Linked DNA regions of Mus musculus: regions 1, 3 and 4 are each linked to region 2. The links are chromatin contacts, called in public Hi-C and promoter capture Hi-C maps. All regions are on one chromosome and are shown on one strand. The core of a region is the stretch at or near the end of the contact, and the rest is flanking DNA. Distances in the headings are between cores, read along the strand shown.

Region 1 (5,089 bases), core at 2,081-4,580, 250 kb after region 2:
CCAGGGAGTCCCTCTGGGGCCTCGATCATTGCACAACCAATCTGAACACAAATCCAAATGAGAGGAAGAAGTTCCTCCCCGGGCCCACACCCTCCATCAGTGTTGTTTGCTTCGGTTTCTCATCTCATCCATTTGCATGCCTGGGCTTTACAGTGTCATTTCTGCAGAGTTTTCCACTTACTAGTATAATTATAATTATTTCACAAGAATTTTACCATCTTTCTTTTAGTCTCCTATAATTTTGTTGACTGAAAAGCGTTTCTGGAGGGGACACACAATTTATCCCAGCAGATAATGCAAATATTTCTTCTTTATTCTCCTCCCCGTCCTCCTCCTCCTCTGCCTCCTCTTTCTCCTCTTCCTCTTCCCCCTCTCCCCCTCTTCAGATTTTCATAACAACAAAGTCTCAGAAGTTGAATTAGTAGGTCGAAAGATATATAGACATTTCATAGCTTTTTTTTAAAATCCCATAACCAGATGGAGTAGAATCCAGCAAACTTTAGGGAAGCTGAGGCAGAAGGAGTTGCATGAGTCTGAAGCCAGCCTGGGCTACGTAATAAATTAGAAGCCAGCCTGGGCTACATAGTAAATTAGAAGCCAGCCTGGGCTACATAATAAATTAGAAGCCAGCCTGGGCTACGTAGTAAATTAGAAGCCAGCCTAGGCCACAGAATGAAACCACACTTCCCCCATCTCAAAAGCCAAAACCAAACAAATGAAAAAAAAAAAAAAAAACCAAAACAAAACTCACAGTCAAATGACTTTCCCCAAATTGTGTTAATTCATACTTTGAGCACTGACGTTTAATGGAGTCGGTTTCCACCCCTACTTCACTCTGCATCACCATGTTCTCATTGTTCTTTCCACAGACGGAAAGTGGCACCTTGCTATTAGCCTAAGTCTGTTACAGAAGCAGCCTTTTCTAGGTGATGTTTTTGTCCATTGGAGTGGCCTAGATAGTGTAGGTACCTAGACCAATCAGATCATTGTTTATGAGGTCAAATTTTTGGGGGCCCCTGCTCATGCTGGCCAAGCCTAGAGCAATGTCCTTCCTTTGGGACCCTTTAAGCACAGAGAAGTGAATTATCTCCTTCCAACAGTCCCTGAGTGTTCCCTGCTCATGACCCACCCCTCCCCCTTTAATTCCTTCCAGATGGTTGCTGTCCTCAACAGGGAACAATTCTTCCTTGAGTGTGACTCTCCTAATTCGTGTTTATGCAAACAGCTCATTTATCTCCCTTCCTGGCATATCTACTTTTAATGTGTTTTAATTATTCTTCAACTTTTATACTTTCACAAGTGGGAAAATAAACATAGCCAAACACTAACAACCGGGCTCTCCTGAGTCCTCACTGTGTGCCACACACTCTTCTGATTGTGTGCCTTCCATGCTAATACAAAGAAACTCATGCCCCTGCCATATAAGCCTCATTTATCAACTACATCCTCATGGTCCCAGTGAGGAGACTGTGGCAAACTGAGGGTAAGTCACTCACAAGGTCACAGGGCCACGAGGCAGTGGGGAACTGACTTTGGGCTCTCTCTGGAAGTGTGGCTGCAGAGTCCCCCATATGAACAGCTTTGCTCTCTGATGAAAGGACTGAATGCTGAGAGCACTCAGTGCTGAATAAGTTAGGACGACTGTGAGCTCCCCAGCTTAAACCCAGGCTGGAGCCAGGGGACTTGGTAGAAACCACACAGATATGTAAGTTCAGGTCCCATTGCTGGGTCCTCTTTGATGAATTAGTACCTATGTCTTGACAATCTCTAGTCAGTGTGGGAGTGAATGCTTGCCTCAAGCTGCAGTAAAATCAGCTTCCTAAAGAAGCCTGCTTTTCAGAAACGTTCATTGCGCCACCTGGCCCTCCGTCCACAGTCAGTCCCGAGTCAGCTCCCTGGCCACAGCTGTCCTGTTCATGAATAAACCATCATCTTCAGGCTCAGGCAGGGTGCTCCAGATGTGACCTGACCGGCGAGTTATTTCCTCAGCATAGCAAGAGTGCACTGGTAACAGTGAAGCATGTGTGTGCATTTGCATCATGAGTGTATGTGTGTCGCAAGAAGGCTCTCCAAGCCACTGGATGTTTAGTGACATGAATGTTGGGAATTGTTAATCCCTTTCTCTCTCTCTCTCTCTCTCTCTCTCTCTCTCTCTCTCTCTCTCTCTCTCCCCTTCTCTTTCTCTTTGTAAGAGGATATGCTCATCTGTGCGTGTGTATGTACGTGTACATGTGTATGTACGTGTATGTGCACACTCATGTGTGTGTGTATGTGTGTGCATACATGCACCCACACACACATGTAGGCCAGAGCTCAGCCTCAAGTGTTGCTCCTCGAACGCCATCCAACTTGTTGTTTTGTTTGTTTTGTTTTGTTTTGCTTTTCAAGACAGAGTTTCTCTGTGTACCCCTGGCTGTCCTGGAACTCACTCTGTAGACCAAGCTGGCCTCGAACTCAGAAATCCGCCTGCCTCTGCCTCTCAAGTGCTGGGATTAAAGGCGTGCGCCGCCACCACCACCCAGCCCAACTTGTTTTTTGAGACAGTCTCTCTCTGGTCTTGCCAGTGTGGTTAGGTTGGCTGATCAGTGAGCTCCAGGAATCCTTCTACCTCTACTTTCTCAGCACGGGGATTATAAATATGCACCAACATGCCCCCATTTTTATGCAGTCGTTAGGGGTTAAACTCAGGTCTTCATGTCTGCAGGCCAAGTACTTTGCCAAGACAGCCACTGCTCCGGCCCCGCATCCTATGCATTTGTGAGGGACTACACATCTATTAGGCTTCATTTTTAACCCACCTTCCCTTCAGACGTGCGAGGATACATTTATACTGTTCATACTCTTCTTTATCTGAGCTGGGATGCCAAGAGATTGTCTGACGCATAAAACAACGAGGCACTCGGGTCATTTGCCCCTTCCTCATGCTCTCCTCTGAATCTGCTGCCAGGGTAGTCAGTCACATGCCAAATCCAAGCAGGAGGAAAGGAAGGGAAAGAGTAGTTATCACTATCTACTGTCTGGCCAACAGTCCTGGCTTTTAGAAGTTGCTCTCTGGCCCTTCCCAGCAAGCTTGGGAAGTAGGGATGGCCACATCCACTTCTAGGTGAAGCAGCTCTGACAGGTGGTAAGGTGTGTGGGCAGGCTTAGCTGCTGGGCAGAGAAGGCCCTGGAACCACAGCTGTCACCCACTGAACAAAGCTGCATGGAGCATCCTCTCCCACTGGAGGAATGCACTTGCCAAGTGTCCTTCAGTCCCAGACAGTGTCACTGTTCACTGCTGGGAAAATCTAAACACAGGCCTCCCAGTCACTAAGCTCAAGGCCACCCTGTTAGTAGGAGTGAGTTGTAAGCCTAAACTCCTACCAAGGTCCCAACGGCTAACTCTGCTATCTTCAGGCTAGTGACGCAGAAGGCAGGCAGGGATCAGAACTCACAGAACATTATATTCAGAGCAGGGTGTGGGAGAGGATAGGGCTGAAAGATAATGGCAAAACCAGCACATTCGCAGAAGCATCAGGAATGAAGGGCATGCTTTTCAGACAGGCCATGGCACGGGACTGTTACTTGAGGTCACAGTGAGTGATGTGAATGAAAAATTTCATTTTAAATCAGAGATCGGAGCCAGGGTAGCTGGGTCGGGCACTTGCTGTGCAAGCACGAGAGCTTGTGCAATGCCTGTGTAAAAAGTCTGAGCATGGTAGCATGGATCTGCAGGCCCGGCCCTGGTGAGGTGGAGACAGGGGAATCCCGGGGCTCACTGCCGACCCAGCCTATTCAGCCAATTCTATGCCAGTGTGAGAGACCTTGCCTCCAAAAGCAAGGCGGAGAACACCCGAGGAATTGACCTCATGGCTGACCACTGGTTTCTACATGCATTCTCACACATGTGCACGCATGCCCACACACTCCCACACACGTACACAAGAGCAGAGCCTAATATCCTTCCAGCACTTGTGATGGGGAGACTATCACAGAGCTTCGATGTGGATTGTATTGCCAGCCTTGCTAGTGTCTCCTGGTATCCTTCCTTCGTGTTCCACCAGAGCTAACACACAGGACCCACGCTTTGCATTTAGGCCTGCCAAGACTTCTTTCTGCAAGTGGACATCAATTTATCTCTCAGCTTGTGTTTTCCCAGTGAAGGACCATGGGATGAACGAATCTGGTCTGTTGCCTTGCTGATGTGTCGCATCTTCCCCTCAGCACCAGGATGCAGTCTTACCCTCTGACCTCCACCTATCACGTCCTCTTTGTCCATGGCAGGAACAATCAGGGTGGGCTCCAGCACCTGTGCTGGGTCCAGAAAGGAGTCCAGGTGATTAGGAAGGCTCCCACTGCCCAGTGTGTCCCCATGCCCAAGGTCACACAGCAGTGAACAGCAAATATAAAATCCTGGCAGCTCCCTCCACCCCACCCCGTTCGCAGGACAAAGGGCCTTCATTTTTGCTTGTATTTGGCCTTCAGATGCTGTGGGCGGGACCCAAACTCAGCACTGTTGCTCTGGAGATAGCAAGTCTGATTAAGCTGGTCCTGGGAATGAGGGGGCATGATGGAAGTCAGTTTCACTGCCAAGGAGAAGACAACAGCCTGGAAAGTGTACACTGGAGGTTGGAAGTCTGGGTTCATGATGCTCCCAAAGCTAGGTTTCTCCTAAGGCCTTCCATGGGGCAGGACACTCACATTCCTGTATTCCTGGTGTCTCCTTCTAAAACCATGGGACCATGTCCCACCCGTATGACCTCCTTAAGTCCCCCCCCCCCCCCCAGTCCACAGCTGAGTTCTAGAGTATCCCCAGTGACCTGGAGACACACAGACGCATGGGGTCTGTGCTTCTGTTCTCCTCTCTGTAGTCAGAGAGTGTTCTTCCTATCAGCAGATGGAACTCACACTCCCAAGATGGTAGACAGTGAGAAAGTGAGATTAGGGCAGATTCCTAACAGTGTGGACACACTCTCTAGTCTAGCTTGTATTAGTATAATGCATGGGAAGTAATTCAGTGCTCTCTCCTCTCTCCTCTCTCTCTCTCTCTCTCTCTCTCTCTCTCTCTCTCTCCCCCCCATACCCCATGTGTGTGTGTGTGTGTGTGTGT
Region 2 (5,290 bases), core at 2,606-5,105:
AGGTGGGTTTCCAGAAAAGCCTTGGAAGATGGGGAGGAAGGGAGAGGGTGCTCTCAGGTGACTACTTCATGTCAAATTGCATTGCCCTTTTTCCAGAGGAGGAAATTGGTGGATATGGCTTTCCAGGAGGGGTTGGTGTGGAGACACATCGGTAAGAACCCTGGATGTCACACAAAGGGAAGACTGACAAAGTTTCAAAGGGTCTAGGGCACGGCTTTGGGAGAAGAGTAAGAGAGCCAGGTGAGGGGACCAGTAATGACAAAGGAATGACAGGCAGCCAACAGAGGGGCTTGAGACAGAGGGCAATGTCTAGAAGTCACCTGACCACAAAAACATCAAGACAGGACCTAGAGAGGGCAGAGGGCATGGACAGACCCAGGATGTAGAATGAAAACAGCCCTCAGCACTTGGGGACTGAGCTTTGAGGAATGGCCCTGCCCTGGGCCCTATAGCATCCACCAGAGGAACAGTCTCAGCCTACCTACCTTGGAGCTCATTGTCAGAGACCTCCTGCTCTCCCAGGACCATGCCATTGTCCCAGATCAGCAGCAGTGCCACGCACAGCAGGAGAATCTTCATGGCGTGGCCTCCTTGGAATCTGGAGTCCTGGAAACAACAGCAGATGTGTCATGGCAACCCCTGGGCAGCTTCAGGGTTTTCTGCACCCTGCTACAGCTCCCTGAGAGGGGAGGTGGGGTGGGATTGGAACACGCGGCCCTCATCTGTCTCCTCATCTGGCATCACTGCAATCTACTTCTCAAGAACTGGGGAAGAAAGCCAAGATTAAACTGACCCCTTCTATAGACACTGGAGACAGCGAGGCCCTGGGAAGAACCATGGCCCGGCTGCACAGAGGAGCCAGGCTATCTGGAGTTGGAGGGGCCGAGCTCCAAGCTGAGTCCCTTTCTTCCCATAAGAGCCTGAGGCAGGGCAGATGAATTTCCTGTGTCTCCAGAGCATATTTAACATGCCAAATACTAAAGATACCTCTCCCGAAACATGCAAACATCCCTCGCCTATCCCCTTCCATGGTACTGCATCCCCACTCACTGCACAGCCCTGGGCTCCCCTTAGGGGGCCCTCAGCCTCCCAAGGCTATCCAAGTGAGCCTGTGGTAATATGCACACCCTTCCATCAGCACGGGAAATTCAATCCATCTCACCATCTCTGGGCAACGCTTGTGCCACCAGGCTGAGTATGGATTGGGGAGGGGGTGGGGTAAAAGCAAAATGGGAAGGGAAGGAATTTAGGACTGCAGAGAAGGCAGAACTAGAAAGGGGAAGGACAAAGCCTGAGATTAGCAGTGAGCCCCCATCCCCACCCCCACCCCCCGCCCCAGAAAGCCCTTTCAGGAGGACAAGCCCATTGGCTCCAGCAAATTCCTTTCACATGCCTGTTGCCTCTAAGCCTGAACTAGCATACTCTGCCAAGGGGCCACTGCCACCACTGGGCCGGCTGCCCTGAGCCAGGGGACACAGGCTGAAGCCCCAGTATTACACAATGGATCCTTTCCCAGAAGCTGGATTGGTTGCATAAACACACACACACACACACACACACACACACACACACACACACACACACACACCCCTTGCATCTCCAACGCTGCCCAGAATAGCTTATCTGGGCTCACCAACTTCCTATACCCACAGGAACAGGGAAAAGGGAGCGATCTCTCTTCCTGGAATGGCTCACTCTTAAAACCTGCTCTCAGCTAGGCAGGCCCATCAACACACTGGGCAGATCATTAATAGGCAAGGCCTCTGCTGAGGGCTTAATTACGCGCGCAGAGCAGAGGAGGAGTGGTGTGGGAGAAGAGACTTTCCCAGGGATAGGTAGGTGGCTCAGCCAGCCTGGTTCATGATCCACTAGGAAGGCCCTGATCTCATAGACCTCCCAGGTGCTCACTGAGGCCTGAAATGCTCCAGGCAGGGACAGACCCCTTGACACATCAGAGACAAAGCCACAGAAATATCTGTAGGTGGGAGTAGCCTCAAGCATGACCATTTTGGGAAAAGCCATTTAACAGCCTTGGAAATGGCTTCTGATCCGAGGCAGGAAGAGGCAGCAGGGCAGGGCAGCCAAGGAAGACCATTGAATGGGAGGCGAAGCAGTATCAAGATGAGCTACAGGGAGCAGGGAGCTTGGGGCTTGCCAAAGGAGACCTGGGGTCTGGAGAGCCACCAAGTTCCCAAATAAGAAAGGGAGGGTTGCTTGCTCTTCAGCCTGGGCCCTTCTAGAGAATGCCAACGCCCAGACACCTGCCAGGCTCCCCAAGACACACTGCAAGCCAGTAGCCAACCCCCACCCCCACTCTCCACCCCCCAGGAAGAATGCAGCCCTCTGAAACCTCATTTTAATATTCTTTCCTTGACAATAAAAAGTCCTAAATCTCTCGGCCTTGGTTTCTTTATCTGTAAAATGGACCTGATACAGACCTCAAAGAAGCGATCCTCTATTCAGTAAAGCTAAGAACAGACTCCCTCTAGGTCTGCTGGTAATATGGACTCCGGGTCAGAATCTGCTAGTCTCCCAAGTTTCCCGGCGCTGTGGTGTTGTTGTTCCAAGGACAACGCTGCTCAGTTCAGCCCGCTGCCTTCCCTCTACACTGACTTACTTCCTGTCTTCTTTTGGAGGCTGGCCTACTGCCTGGCTGCCAACTACCCTGGGTGCATCAGCCCCACCAGGGCCAAGGACCTCCTTATCTAGTAGGAAAACATAGCCTCTCCCATTGTGGCGTATTTTCTCCATTTTTTTCCAATGCATTTTTATAAACCATCCCTTCATAGGTCCTGTTTTTAAATATTTTTAAAAGTCACACATTTGCTGCTGCCTAATATTCCATTGATTGACTACCATTTGCAGTTTGTTTTACTATTCTCACAGGGTCGGGCACTAAATTGTATGATCCTGTTAAGAGAACTTGTATAGACTCTTGAATTCCTAACTTCTTCCTTTAAAAACAGCACCAGCACCATTTTTAAAACTGGGCCCAGAAATTCTGGAAAAGCCAAAGGGCTTCAGTTTCTTATTCATATAACGTTTGGAGGCTGAGCCTCTAATGGTCTCCAGGCCTCAGATTACCATCTATAAAGTGATCCGGTGGGATCAGACGTCTCGGCCTGGTGGAGCATTTCTCTAAAGAACTGGATGAATGCAGTCAGCTCAGCAAAACGGGTCTGGATGTCTGCAGCACGTCTTTAAATACACAACATCTTATTTATTATGCGCTGTCCCAGGAACTGAAAGGGAGGTCCAAATGCAATGACTCATGCCCAAAAGACAACAGCCACTACAGAGATCCGCACCTAGTCGCGGCGCTGAGCCACTCGCACCCCTGCGCCTCCCGCATCGTACGGCAGGCTTCAAGCCTCAGTTTCCCCATTTTTGCAAAAGGAAGATCTTTGTATGTGGCCTATTGAACAGCTGTGAAATTGTGATCCGGATTAAAGAACACGGAGACTCCCGTGTCTGAGCCAGCGTGCACCCCCTACCCAACCCCATGCTCGGCTGTCTGGTGATGGGGCTCTAGTCACCTCCCACTTCCCCACGGCTGCGCCAGCTTTCCACCTAGCTGCTACCCTTGCCCTCCCATCCCTGCCGGTGTGGCTTCAGCGGCGCTGGGGTAGGAAAGGTGCAGCTGTCTCACCGGTCTGCGGCTTGGCTCCAGTGCGCTCCTCCTGGTGACGCGGGTGGTGAGCACCGGGGAAGCGCCCTATTTATAGCGCTCTGCTCAAGTACACCCCCTTTGGGGCTGGCTGCAAACCTGCGTGACTCACGCCCAGAGAATGCCGGAGAATGCACCAGGAGCTTTCTGGAAGCCTAGAGGTGGGGGTAAGAGGCGCAGCACCCAGCGGGGGGCACCAGGGGGCGCATGGGCATCACAAATGACCGCATTGGTTGCTGTAGGGCCCCTAAATTGGTGGCTCTAATCCCTGAGAGCTACCAAAAACCTCTCAATCAGGCCCCAACAGAAGAGTCTTAGAGGACAAGGAATCCACACACTACACTGGCCTGCTTCCAGCCCAGAACTGGCACAGGATTCCACCGCCCGACGCCCACCTTATTGCATGTTCATCTTCCACATCCTTCCACATCGTTCACTCCTTTTCTTTGCTCCCATTTTAATGGGAGAGTAACAGAAACATAGAAGATGGCGTAGGCATTGTGCTAGGGAAGAGTATACACGAAGTACTTGGCTCCCTAAACGCTGCACTGGGCTGCTTGCTGGTCCCTTGGCAGACAGATGGAGGAAACAGAAGCGGGTTAAGAATGAGACAATGATACATCAGTAATCCCGAAGGCCTCTGCTGTCCCTGAATTCGTAAAGCCTAAGCATGGCTCCCACGCACTTGGGACCCAGTCAAGCAGGGTGGGCTTCACTGCCTCTGGACCTAGGACCCTCACACCTGTTTTCAAGTATACTACCCCATTTTCTTAGGTGATAGAGCCAATGGTAAGGTGTCTATGTTTCTGTAAATAACTGCTCACCGCATGCTCCTGTGGGCAACACTAATGAAATTTATGAGAGGAAGAGAGAGAGAAGAGATAATGGGAGGAAGAAGAGGACAAAGAGGACACGAAAGAGAAATGAAGGAGGGGAATATATATATATGACTATGCCATTCTTAAACTCATTATGTATAATTAATATATACTAATTCAATTTTTTAAACAAAAACTACTTTGTCCCAGACTTGGAACTCACACTGGTTTCTGAACAAGGAGCCTATGGTGGAAGTTCTCCGTGGAGCCCTGCTGCTGAGTAGCTGGGTCTGTGACCAGAGGTGCTGAGAGGCACCCTAGCTGCTTTTTGCTGAGAACAGGGACACCTGTTATGGGCATCTCTGGGAAGAAGGGACAACCTAGAAGCCCCCACCATGCTACTTCTCGGGGGAGAAGCTGAGCTTCCCACTCTGAACCCTGGAACATCCGTGTATCAAATCCCAGCACTCGGGAGGCAGAGGCAGGCGGATTTCTGAGTTCGAGGCCAGCCTGGTCTACAAAGTTAAGTTCCAGGACAGCCAGAGCTACACAGAGAAGCCCTGTCTCGAAAAACCGAGAGAGAGAGAGAGAGAGAGAGAGAGAGAGAGAGAGAGAGAGAGAGAGAGAGCCTGGCATCCCCCTCAAGCTGTCGAGGAACCAATGTAGGTAACACAGTTTGGGTGGCAGGCCTTGAAAACTATGTAAAAGAAACAGACTTGAAGGAGAAATGTGTGGTCGAGGTCTGTTTCCCGTTCAGATCTTTAAAGGAGCAGCCATAGGGCCAGATTTCCATTTGCTCAAGGCC
Region 3 (5,171 bases), core at 1,344-3,843, 230 kb after region 2:
GGGATGATTGATGTCACTAAGGCCTGAAGGGAAAATAAAAGTCTTTACTTCTCATCAAGAAAAACACCAAGAGGTCTGGATTTTAGATCCATTACAACCACCATCTCAGCAGGTAGCCCTAGAGTCCCTCCACCTCTTGGGTCAAGGACCTGCAGGGGTGGAGCTAGGAACAGGGACAGGAAGTGATCTGAAACCTATCCACACTCCCAAATCCCACAACTCCAGATTCAATATGGGTGAACACCAGCAAGAATTTTGTTCTGCAAAGCATGTTCACACTGACTGCAAGCATGGCCCCCAGGAGTTTTCCCTAATACCACACACTGGCCACTAGCCACTGAGAGGTGTCTCTCATGAACACTGTTACTATAGTAACACTCCCTGCTGGAAGGAACTTCAGGCATTTGAGTTGCAGGTTAACCTGAGGAATTTGGTAAAGGTTTCAAGCCTTTGGCAAAGGCACTGGTTGCCAGAACCCAGCCAGGCAAGCTGGCCCTGCACCACTCAGCTCAGGGTTTTGAGGTTCTCTGGTGCTGCGAACTCACACTTCCTACTCCGTGGATCCCACAGTGGGACTGCCAAGGAACCAGGGAATGACTAAGAAAGCCCCAGTCGTAGTAGGCACTGTGTCCATCAGAATTTCCACAGTTTTCTGAAAGATGAGCCATGGGCCTCTCCTCAGAGCCTGGGTCTCAGGGATATAAGTAACACCTCGGGGTCAGGGGACATATGACTAGGCATGGCCAGACGCAATTTAGGAAGCTGAGGCTGTGGGAAGATAACCAACCCCACTGCCAACCAGAGTCAGACCTCAGTTCTGAACTGAGGCAAAGGTTCAGTCAGCCTGGGTCTTCCGTCAGCGTCTAGAGCCATGAGGAAAGAGGAACTCACTAGGAACTCTGGGGAGCCCAACCATACCACCCAAGACTCCACTGCTCCAAGATTGTAGCTTGACTTCCCACTCCAGATTAAGGAAGCCAGGGACCCAGCGCTCAGCTCTGGGCCTCTAACAGTGGGGAAGGTGAATGGTAGACTTCCAGTACCATGGTTCTAGAGTTCCTGTGCCCCTTTGATGCTTTTCTTCACAGCGCGAGAGGCTTACAGTCTGCCAAGCCCCCTCACCTGCCCGTTCCATGGCACAAGGAGACCAATTCTGGGGTCTCCGAAAGGTAGCTAAAAGTTTTGTACAAGCTTAGGATTTGTGTATGAGCTCTGGGCTCCAGTCTGAATATAGTCTCCTTATGACAGTAAAGAAACCTTCCTTCCCCTGGGAGACAAATCCAGAGCTGATGCCAGTCCCTGGCTGGGTCATCCATAGGCTATAAGGTCAAGTGGATGGGCTCTCTTCCCCAGCCTCTGACTGGGGAGCCTCACACCAGCCAGCTTTGGCTTCCACCTCCTCAGTCTCAGAGCGTAACCAGCGCTGTCCAGGTAGACAATGACCATATTCACTCTGCTGGCTGTGACCTCCTGTTTGGGTTCTCAAGTCAGCTAAGAAAACAGTTGGCAGACGGTCTCCAGTGAGACCCCTCTGGTATGTGGGCAGCGTTTCGGATCTCATTCTCAAAGGTCATCTTTCCACATAGCTCCTCTCTTCCTGCCCAACCCTCCACACGTTGTTTATGTCTCAGAACTAAATGCCACAGTCCAGTCCTTCTCAGCCACCTCGGCAACATTCTGTCAGAAGACGCAAAAATGCTTGATTCTAAGCCCAGGAGTAGGCAGCACCCCAAAGACCACATTCACCACCCTTTGCGGGAGCCCCTCAATAAGCAGTTTAGATTGTACTTCCCCAGCTCTGTACCCAGGCCACATGCCCTGAAGTCATGCCCTGAGCACAGGTGCCCAGAGACATGCTAATCCACCCATGCTCTCTTGAATATACACTCAGAGCCAATGTCGCCGAATGCCGAATGCCGGGTGTTCTATTCTTGTTTGGAACTTGGCTAAGAGGTTCTGTGTGTTCTTCGTAACAGTCTTTCTGGGAGTCTACACAAGGCACGCTGGGGGAAGATACACCTCAGAAAAATGTGGTTCAGCTGGATCAGCCAGTTCTCTTACAATGGCTACAGGAAGGATTTCAGCAGAGGGGCCCAACTGTGTGGTTGCCAGGGAATGTCTTAAGCCTCATGGCCTCAGAAGTAGCAAAGGAGAAGACAAAAGAGGGGGTCCTCTGAGTTTCTCTGAGCATTGCACGAGCCATTTCTACAAAGTCTGGAGCCGAGTTTTAGCCATCATCTCCTCCAGTGATTTTTAGAAAGTATGTCTGAGTTGGTGTAGGGTATGAAATATTAATGGCTAACACTTCATGAGCTCTGACTCAGGTGTCCAGACTCTGTTATAGTCTTACCATAGCCCTAAGAGGTCAGGATTCCTATTCTCTCCACTTTACAAAGATTGTATATAAGGAATTAGTGGTGCTACAGGGTGCTGTGGGGAGGAAACCTCTAGATCCATCTATACAACCCCAGGCCTACACCCCTAGGGGTTGATGATACATATTGCTGGGCCAGTGAAGGCTAAAAGGGGGGAGGGGGAACTCTTTGATGCTCAAGTCCCAGAGTGTGGTTTCAGCACCTGACCTTTGACCACAGGCTTCACCTGTGCCCCAGAGTACGGACCCAGCAGAATTTCCTTACCAGCTCTCTCTCCTCTCTCTCCTTTCTCTCCTTTTGGGCCTCGATCACCTGGAACGGAAGGAAAATACGTGTTAGGAATGGAAACAACACACTACAAATAAGATTTTTTTATCTATGGACTTGCTAACTCAAGGCCAGCGAATCCCTCAGGCAGGGGCCAGCAGCCACCAGAGGTCGCTGTGGAGAAGATAATTATAGTGTCTGCTCTGGTCATAAGGGAAAAGAAGGGTCCCATGAGAAAGCACTTTAGAGCCCCATCTACCATATAGCATCAAGGAATGCCAGGCAGGAAGCGAAGTTAGTCAGTGTTGGAGAAATTCGCACTCCAGCTCATTGGAGAGGAAGGGGTTGAGCTCCAGCCGTCCATGGAGTCAGGTTCTAAGTCAGGCTGGTGTTTCTGGTAGGGCAGTTTCCAAGGACTTGTGGAACTTCCTGTCCAGGGTTGAGTTAAAAGGTCAAGCCTCTCTTAGCTTCCATTTCACTCTACAAAGAAGGAGAACGTCCTGGCCCTACTCACTCAGTGGACAACAGAAAGGCGGGGGTGGGGGGGTGGGGGGGTGGGGGTGGGGATTCTACTTTAAAGGTTTCCCAACATAATCTCTGCAAGTCCAAAGCCCACTGCACACTGTGGTGAAGAAAGCAGTCAGAATTGTCCGGGAGAGAGTATTTACTGTGATCCCAGGTTTGAAAAGAAGGAAAGCAATCACATACATGGTTGAACGTGTTTAGAGAAGTATCCACCAGTGTGTGCTCCAAAGATTTCACCGTGGTTATTCTGAAGAGTCGGAGCCAAAGGGGCCAAAGAAGAAAGGACTTCCTGTCTACTTTACCCTCTGTGTATGTCTGTGCTGTCTAGTCATTTATCAACAAGCATTGGCTCTTTTTATATGGTCTTTTAAAAATATCACATATTTTCAATTAGGATCATAAAGGAAAGACCTCAGTCCACCTGAACACTAGAGAGTAGAATATGATTTCCAAAGACAGAAGACCGCTCAGTCACAGGGTGTATGTGTGTTGGGGCAGGGGTGATGGTGAGCAGTACTTTTTCTGAGTTGTCATGGTAATGAGTGAAATGTAGGCAGTCAGTGCAAAGAGCATCAGGTATCCTTATCTTGTATGTATGTATGTATGTATGTATGTATGTATGTATGTATGTATATATGTATGTATATATGTATGTATCTATCTGTCTATCTATCTATCTATCTATCTATCTATCTATCTGAGACATGGTCCTCCATGTAGTTCTGGGTATCCTGAAGTTCACTGTGTAGACCAGGGTGGCCTTGGAATCACAGAGATCTACCTGCCTCTATTTCCTGCTAGGATTAATGGTGTATAGCATACCTGGCCAATCTGACAATCCAGACTGACCATGAAGAAGTAGATTCCCATGAGGATGAGCAAGGGAACTACCCACGGGAAGAAGGAAAAATATCAGAAGAAGCACGGTTGGCAAATTAAACCGGAGAAAGGAAATAAAGTTGTAAGCACGGGGACTGGAGGGCATGTAGAAGGAGAGGAGGCTGGTAAGACTGAGGACAAGTGATAAAGTGCTTGCAGCCTGGCTCTGTTCTCAGAGACCCCTCACTAGGTTCCCTGCTTTTATCTCTGCAACCTGTATACATATACCCATGCACCCACACATGCATGTGTGCACAGGCACACACACACACACACACACACACACACACACACACACACACACAGCACTCTCCTAGATGGCTCCTATGCTACTCAAGGACTGAAGGAATGTGAGCCCTAGGGTGTGTCAAGATTCAGTATTACCTTTGAATCCGCGCATGCCCATGGGGCCCGTAGCCCCTAGCTTCCCATCATCACCCTTGGGACCAGGCAGTCCTGGGTCACCTCTCTCTCCTGGCAGACCTGGGGAGAGAAGACACAAGGGTGCAGCTGCAGACTCAGGTCCATTAGATGCCCTTATCTAGTTTAATAATTAATATGAACTTGGTCTTCCATAGCCTCTGCTTTCCCTTGCTTAGCATCCTACAGGGCAGCTCAGAGCCTCCCCATACACACCTATATCACCTTTCCCTGAACCCTTACTCTTGAAAGGCCTAGTGTTGTTGTGGTAGTGGTAGGGCCAGTCCCATTCAGATACCTGCAAGCATGCTGGATTTCTAAATTCTGTTTACTCTTTGTGTGCAGGCATAAAGAATCTCATGTAATCCTTATGACATGCATGGGGGGGGGTGTTATTTATACCCAAACTTCAGATAAAGAAACTAAGGCTCCTGGATGCTTGCCCCAGGGCACACAGCAAAGGGCTTTGGAGGCAGGATCTGAGTCCCCTTCTTTCTTACAGAAAGTTCATGATTGGTTAACATCATGTCCTGCTTTAGGCTAAGGTTCTCACTGGTCATTAGGGAGGAGAATGCTGTGGGGATGGCATTAGTGAGTGGGAAGAGTCTGAGGTGACGCCTTAGCCTATTTAAAGGAAGAGGGGGAAAAAACACAAATGAAAAAAACAAAACACTCCCTTTCTTTCCACAAACAAAGTGTCAAAAG
Region 4 (5,434 bases), core at 2,658-5,157, 160 kb after region 2:
CACAAGTTGTAATCTCAGGAGGTAGTAGAGAGACTGGTGTCTAAAAAGGGCATTTGTGGACAGCTATATCTAATAAATACATTGGGAATAACACTAATTCAAAAATATGCTGAGCCAGGTTATAAGGTAATTTTTTAAAAAAAGTCATAGAGACTGAAATGGAAAAAAAGGCACAATGTCTATTAGTCTACATTTGACCAACTAAAGACATCTTGAACAATCTTCGAGACACCTACACATGTCTTGCTGTGCAAGTCTGATGCTAGATTCCTAGATCCCATGTACAAAGATTACAGCTCCTATTACCCTCTAGTTCAAGCCAGAGGACCACTACTAGACAGGTCCTAAATTCCAGAACGACCATCAGTGAGTAGACAGAAAGTCCGGACTGTGCTATTAGATTCTCTGTTATGGTTAGCACTGTTATAATGACCAATCTTATGCCTGTTTACAGACAATGACAAAGGAATAAACACTAAAATGTTTCTAGTAGAAACAGCAACAAGAGAAGGTCTTTTGCAATCTTACCAGATTTCCTTTTTTCAGATTTGTTTGGCGTCTTGAAATTATTAATTCCTTCCATTGTAGCAATCACGTTAGGTCCTATAATGAAAACAAGCAAAGTTATATTGCAACTATCTAAAATACTCTCATTTGTGAGGAGAATCCCATAACATCATTTTATCACAGAAATATACAATTTGAGACCTAAAAATGACCTCAGCAAATAGTCCAATTTTATTTATAAAAGTAAAATTGAAGCCCAGAGATACAATGACTTTACTCACGGTCATACTATCATTGAGTAGGAGTTGTGGTTTTAACTATACAATATATAGCGGTCAGAGGCATAGCTCAGACACTTAGTAAAGGTACTTGCTGCCAAGCCTGTCAACTTGACTTCAATTCTTGGATCTCATTTAGTAGAAAGAGAGAACCAACTCACACAAGTTGTCTTCTGACCACCAAACACACTATGTGGCATACATCTACCCACACACATATACAATACATATAGAAACAACTATAATTTTAAAAACTTTTAAATATGTAACTTCAATAAAAAAAACTACCCGAAGCGAATGGGGCTGGGCTGGGGTGGGGTGGGGTGGGGTGGGGTGAAGATATCTTGTCACATCTTTAAAAAAAAAAATACTACCTAGTTCTAAAAGGTTAGCAGAAACTAGGAATGTAGCTCATGGGTAGAGTCAGCCTGGCATGCACAAAGCCATGACCTGAGTTCAATCCCCAGTGACAAAACCAAAAGGTAAATACTATGTCTCCCTCTCATACTTCCCACCAGTTACAAACGTCTCATCATCCTTTAAGACAGCCCTATATGCACACCTGTAATACCAGCACTCGGGAGGCTAAGACCGACCTGGGCAACAGGGAGACCTTGCTACAAACAAAACAAAAACAGAAACCCATGCATATAAGCAGCGTTATTCTAATAGTCCAGACAGACAACAGAAGTACCCACTAGATGCTGAATGCAGAGCAAAAAGTAACAAGCTTGCTACTGTACAACACAAATGAGCCAGGAAAACATGCCAGGTGAAAGAAACCAGACAGAGAAAGCCACACACAGATTCCATTGATGGCGCATGTCTAGAGCTGTCCAGAAACGGCCATTATTTCCTGATGGCTTAACTGTGGCGACAAACAAATGAAAAAACGAAAGAGGGTTCTGGAGATTGGGAGCTCATTTTTGGACGCTTTATTAGACATCTTGGTGGAAAGGTCGAACAGGCAGGCAAATACAGATCTGGAACAGAGCTGAAGACATGACCCTGTGGGCTTATCTACAGCAGTGGGATTAAAGCTGGGCTGCTAGATGAGAAAGGGTCTCGTGCAAAATCCTTGGCAAAGAGCAGCCTGGAGACTGTCCTTGCCACCACAGCTTGAGGACTGGATACAAAGGGCACAGTGTGTTTTTCAAAGATTAAAATACCTAGGTTTAGCCGGGCAGTGGTGGAGCACGCCTTTAATCCTAGGACTTGGGAGGCAGAGGCAGGTGGATTTCTGAGTTCGAGGCCAGCCTGGTCTACAAAGTGAGTTCCAGGACAGCCAGGGCTACACAGAGAAACCCTGTCTCAAAAAAACAAAAAACAAAACAACAACAACAACAAAAAAATACCTAGGCTTAAACATTTCAGCATTCCCTCATATTCTGGACACTCAAAAATGCCTCTCTTCCACTTACCCTGTTTGTACCAAAATATCCTACGTCCCGCCCAGCTCAGTTGTCTAATGGGACTTTTCTTTCCTGGCTGAGATAGAGCCTTAGTCTATACTGTCGTAGATCTGCATATACATTCCATAGGCATTAATTGTTAAATAACTATACTTTCTTTAACCCATATCACCTTTAGGCTTGGGGTTCAAAGGGCACATCTGACAGAGCTGGGGCATCTATTGATGGGCTTTCTAAGCCCCATTTATGTGGGTCTCCCCATTACTTAGACTACCCTGAACTGGCTGTGTACACCAAGCTGACATCCAACACGACATACTCCTGCTTCAATCCCCAAGCACTGAGGTCACATGCTTGGTTACCATGAGAACTGCTTATTTAAGATTTGACTTTTCCCAGGGGCGTGGTGGCGCACACCGTTAATCCCAGTACTCCAGTCAGAGGCAGGTGAATTTCTAAGTTCAAGGCCAGCCTGGTCTACAGAGTGAGTTCCAGGGCAGCCTGGGCTACACAGAGAAACCCTATCTCGAAAAAACAAAACAAAACAAAAAAAAGATTTGACTTTTCATTATACACCTTCCATCACCTATGTGTGTGTGGCAGGGGTGGGTGGTCTATGCACAACAGTACAGGAGCCTGAAGTGAAGGATGGCCTCCTCTGGAATGACATGTAGTTGTTTGTGAGCCACTCCACATGGGTGCTGGCAACCAGCTCAGGGCCTTTGCAAAAGCCCTGCAGGCTCTAACCAATGAATCAAGACTCCAGCGTCCCCCACCCATAACTTTATAATATTAGCACTGCTTGGCTTTTCAAAAGTATCTTTTTATTAGCATATGCTAACTCTACATGATTTCGAGTTTCACTATGAATTTTCATATAAGCATGTAAACATATTTTTTTTAATACCAGTAATCCCATGTATAAAACTCTACCCACAGCCATATTCCCTGTCCTTTCTTTGGTCTCCATTCCCTAGTTACTGGGACCCCAGGCACTCACTACTGCTTCCAGGTTTTGGGGTCCTGAAGATGGATCCCAGGGCTGCATGCATGCTGGGCACAGACTGTACCCAATGAGTCACTGCCCTACCACAGGCCACTTTTCTACTGTGGCCTCACCTTAAAAGCAGAGAAATCCTCCCCCCACCCCCACCCCCCTCCTCCTTCATGGGGAAGGGAGTGACTTTCTCCCTGAACCCCCAAACTTTCCGCGATAAAGGAGCTCAGGGTCAGGGGCTTGGAGGTGTGCGATGGCTCCAAGGGGTTCCCCTATTCTCCATCCACTATCTCCCTGGGTCCTCCCCTAGCCGCTGTGTACCCTCAGTTTGCTGTTCTTCCCCGCAGATCTCCTCCAGGTCCTCCAGTGGAGGCAGCCTCCCTCTCGTCCCCGTCCCTCCCGTCCGCGACCCTCCCCTCAGGTCCTCGATGCTCCACCCCTGACCCCCAGTCTGCCAACCACCTTCGAGTCGGCCAGGCTTTCCCTTACCACGCTCGCACGCTCGGGTAAAAAGGTGAAAGTGACGGGCTGGCTCAAAGCTGTCTGGACACCTAGTCCGGAAAGTGCAGGCTCAGCTCCCTCCCGCCAACAGCGTAACCGCCGCAGCGTTTAGGGCGCGCGCATTTTCAAAGGCCGCGGCCCGCCGAGGGGCACTGGAGTTCTAACTAAAAGCAGTCAGAAGACTCGCTCCAGAAAATGCAGGAACAGCTCCCTCCCGCCAACACTCGCAGTAACCGCCGCGGTGTGTAAGAAGCACGCTTTTTCAAAGGTCCCGCCAGAAGACTACGGGGCGGCACTAGGGTCAAAACTCACGCGTTCGCACAGTCCTCCCAGGTTTACTGGAGTTTCCAGGTTTGATTTAGTCCTAAAAGAAGAAATCTTCCAGAGCGATGGCTAGAAAGACATAGCAAGTGTCAGACAGATGCTGGCGGAAAAACAAAATATATATCTGTTTTGAAGGCAAATTACCCAAATTACAAACACTGCTCAGAATATGCAACTAGGAAGTTTTATTGCAGATATATGTGTCCTTAAAACACTAATTAGAAATGTGTAGATTTTCATTATTTGAGGCTGAGAATAAATATAGAATATTTTGAAATTTTGCTAACTTAAAAAATTATTGCTGTGTTAGTGTGTTTGTGTGTGTGTGTGTTTCTGCTACCCACATGGGAAGATCAGAGGACAACTGCAGAAACTGGCTCCCTCCTTCCCTCCTTAGATTCCTGAGATCTAAATCAGAAGGCCAGGCTCTGGCAGCAAGCTCTTATCCTCATTGAGCCATCTCACTGGCCCAGTTTTGTTAATTCTTGGAATTACCACAGTCTACTTAACAAATATTTTCAGAGCACCTACTGGGTGTCAGGTATCTGCACTTGAGTGCCCACTGCATAACATAATCTACTGTGTTCTCTACAAGAAAAATGAATTAAGTTTAGGAGAACAGGAAGACATTCCCATACCTACTATGTGGCTCAGAGACCATGTGATACCTTAAAAAAGAAAACATACAATGTAATACAAGAAGCACCAAGAGGCCTCCTCAACAGGAACGCTCTGTGCCGCATTGTGACCTCTTCAAACGGTTAAAGAAATTCAACCAGTCTGAGGCCAGATAGATAGGGACATCTTCTTTATGAAGACAGAAGTACACACAGTGGCATGACACGTATGTATTCATGTGTTTATATACATTAACACACTCATTTGTCTACTGACATTATCTTGTAAGACCCCCGAAGCTGGGCCTCCGCTCAAGTCCCGGGATGAGCTGGCCAGCACCCCAGTGGCCCGAGAGAAAACCACACCTGATGCAAACTGCAAGAGGTTTTATTATCAGCTAGCTGAGGACAAAGTCCCTCTGCCATGTAGGGCAGGGGAGTTCGACCCTGAGTGGTGACAGTAGGGGGCTAGCTGAGGAATTGGGAGGAGTTGGGAAGAGTTGGGAGGAGTTGGGAGGAGAGTTGGCTACAGCTCCTTTTCTTTCTGGCGGGGGGGGGGGGGGGGGGGGGGGGGGGGGGGGGTGATGAGCTGCAGCCTCCTCTCCAGCGTCGTCTATCTCCATGTCCTTGTAGGTCTTCCTACAATTATCGCATCTCTGGCTGTAAGGCTCAAAAACAAAAAAGGCGTTTTGCTGGCTATAGAGAACAAAGAGCTTCTTTCTGGCTGCATTTTTAGAGATCAGGGAAAACAAGTTTGGGGAACGTCCAGGGGCCTTACCTTCCAGGTAGAAACGCTCT

What was found. Promoter capture Hi-C pulls out the DNA fragments that hold promoters and counts their contacts. A called contact is a pair of places that touch in the nucleus more often than the background predicts. Capture Hi-C pulls out chosen DNA fragments and counts their contacts.
Region 1: a contact with region 2 is called in a Hi-C map of Sertoli cells, with 5 times the contacts expected there. The contact joins the enhancer-like site here to the promoter of Clu in region 2. A contact is called at or near these places in 8 of 39 promoter capture datasets (HPC-7-derived erythroid cells, embryonic stem cells, hippocampal neurons and 3 more), 4 of 484 Hi-C or Micro-C datasets (the MC3T3-E1 cell line, Sertoli cells, epidermal suprabasal cells and 1 more) and 2 of 9 other capture datasets (adipose tissue and pancreatic islet).
Region 3: a promoter capture Hi-C map of liver shows a contact between it and region 2, with 2.7 times the contacts expected there. The contact joins the enhancer-like site here to the promoter of Clu in region 2. A contact is called at or near these places in 9 of 39 promoter capture datasets (the 3T3-L1 cell line, 3T3-L1-derived adipocytes, HPC-7-derived erythroid cells and 6 more), 6 of 484 Hi-C or Micro-C datasets (the MC3T3-E1 cell line, the N1E-115 cell line, Sertoli cells and 3 more) and 4 of 9 other capture datasets (adipose tissue, embryonic trunk, liver and 1 more).
Region 4: a contact with region 2 is called in a promoter capture Hi-C map of liver. The contact joins the promoter of Pbk here to the promoter of Clu in region 2. A contact is called at or near these places in 9 of 39 promoter capture datasets (the 3T3-L1 cell line, the HPC-7 cell line, cranial neural crest and 6 more), 1 of 15 datasets of contacts at CTCF or cohesin (embryonic stem cells), 7 of 484 Hi-C or Micro-C datasets (Sertoli cells, embryonic stem cells and nephron progenitors), 3 of 115 datasets of contacts at active chromatin or transcription factors (extraembryonic endoderm stem cells, fetal liver and stem cell-derived neural progenitor cells) and 3 of 9 other capture datasets (adipose tissue, liver and pancreatic islet).

Annotation. Positions count from the first base shown.
Region 1 is chr14:65,721,177-65,726,265 of GRCm38.p6, reverse strand. All of the region lies in intron 3 of Scara5 (scavenger receptor class A, member 5), which reads right to left. Among named protein-coding and RNA genes, the nearest start is that of Scara5, 57 kb to the right of the region's middle. Within about 2 kb of position 3,330, at least 11 of the 459 cell types and tissues checked have an H3K27ac peak or open chromatin away from gene starts, as enhancers often do. A contact at or near this core is called in Sertoli cells, where this site is marked.
Region 2 is chr14:65,967,048-65,972,337 of GRCm38.p6, reverse strand. It overlaps Clu (clusterin), which reads right to left and starts at 3,855. Exons shown (of 9, transcript NM_013492.3): 1 at 3,650-3,855; 2 at 486-606. The coding sequence starts at 579.
Region 3 is chr14:65,739,648-65,744,818 of GRCm38.p6, reverse strand. Scara5 (scavenger receptor class A, member 5) reads right to left here. Exons shown (of 9, transcript NM_028903.2): 6 at 4,431-4,529; 7 at 2,640-2,687. Among named protein-coding and RNA genes, the nearest start is that of Pbk, 64 kb to the left of the region's middle. Within about 2 kb of position 2,593, at least 39 of the 459 cell types and tissues checked have an H3K27ac peak or open chromatin away from gene starts, as enhancers often do. A contact at or near this core is called in embryonic stem cells, liver and stem cell-derived epiblast-like cells, where this site is marked.
Region 4 is chr14:65,804,384-65,809,817 of GRCm38.p6, reverse strand. Pbk (PDZ binding kinase) reads right to left here and starts at 3,907. Exons shown (of 8, transcript NM_023209.2): 1 at 3,684-3,907; 2 at 529-603. The coding sequence starts at 583.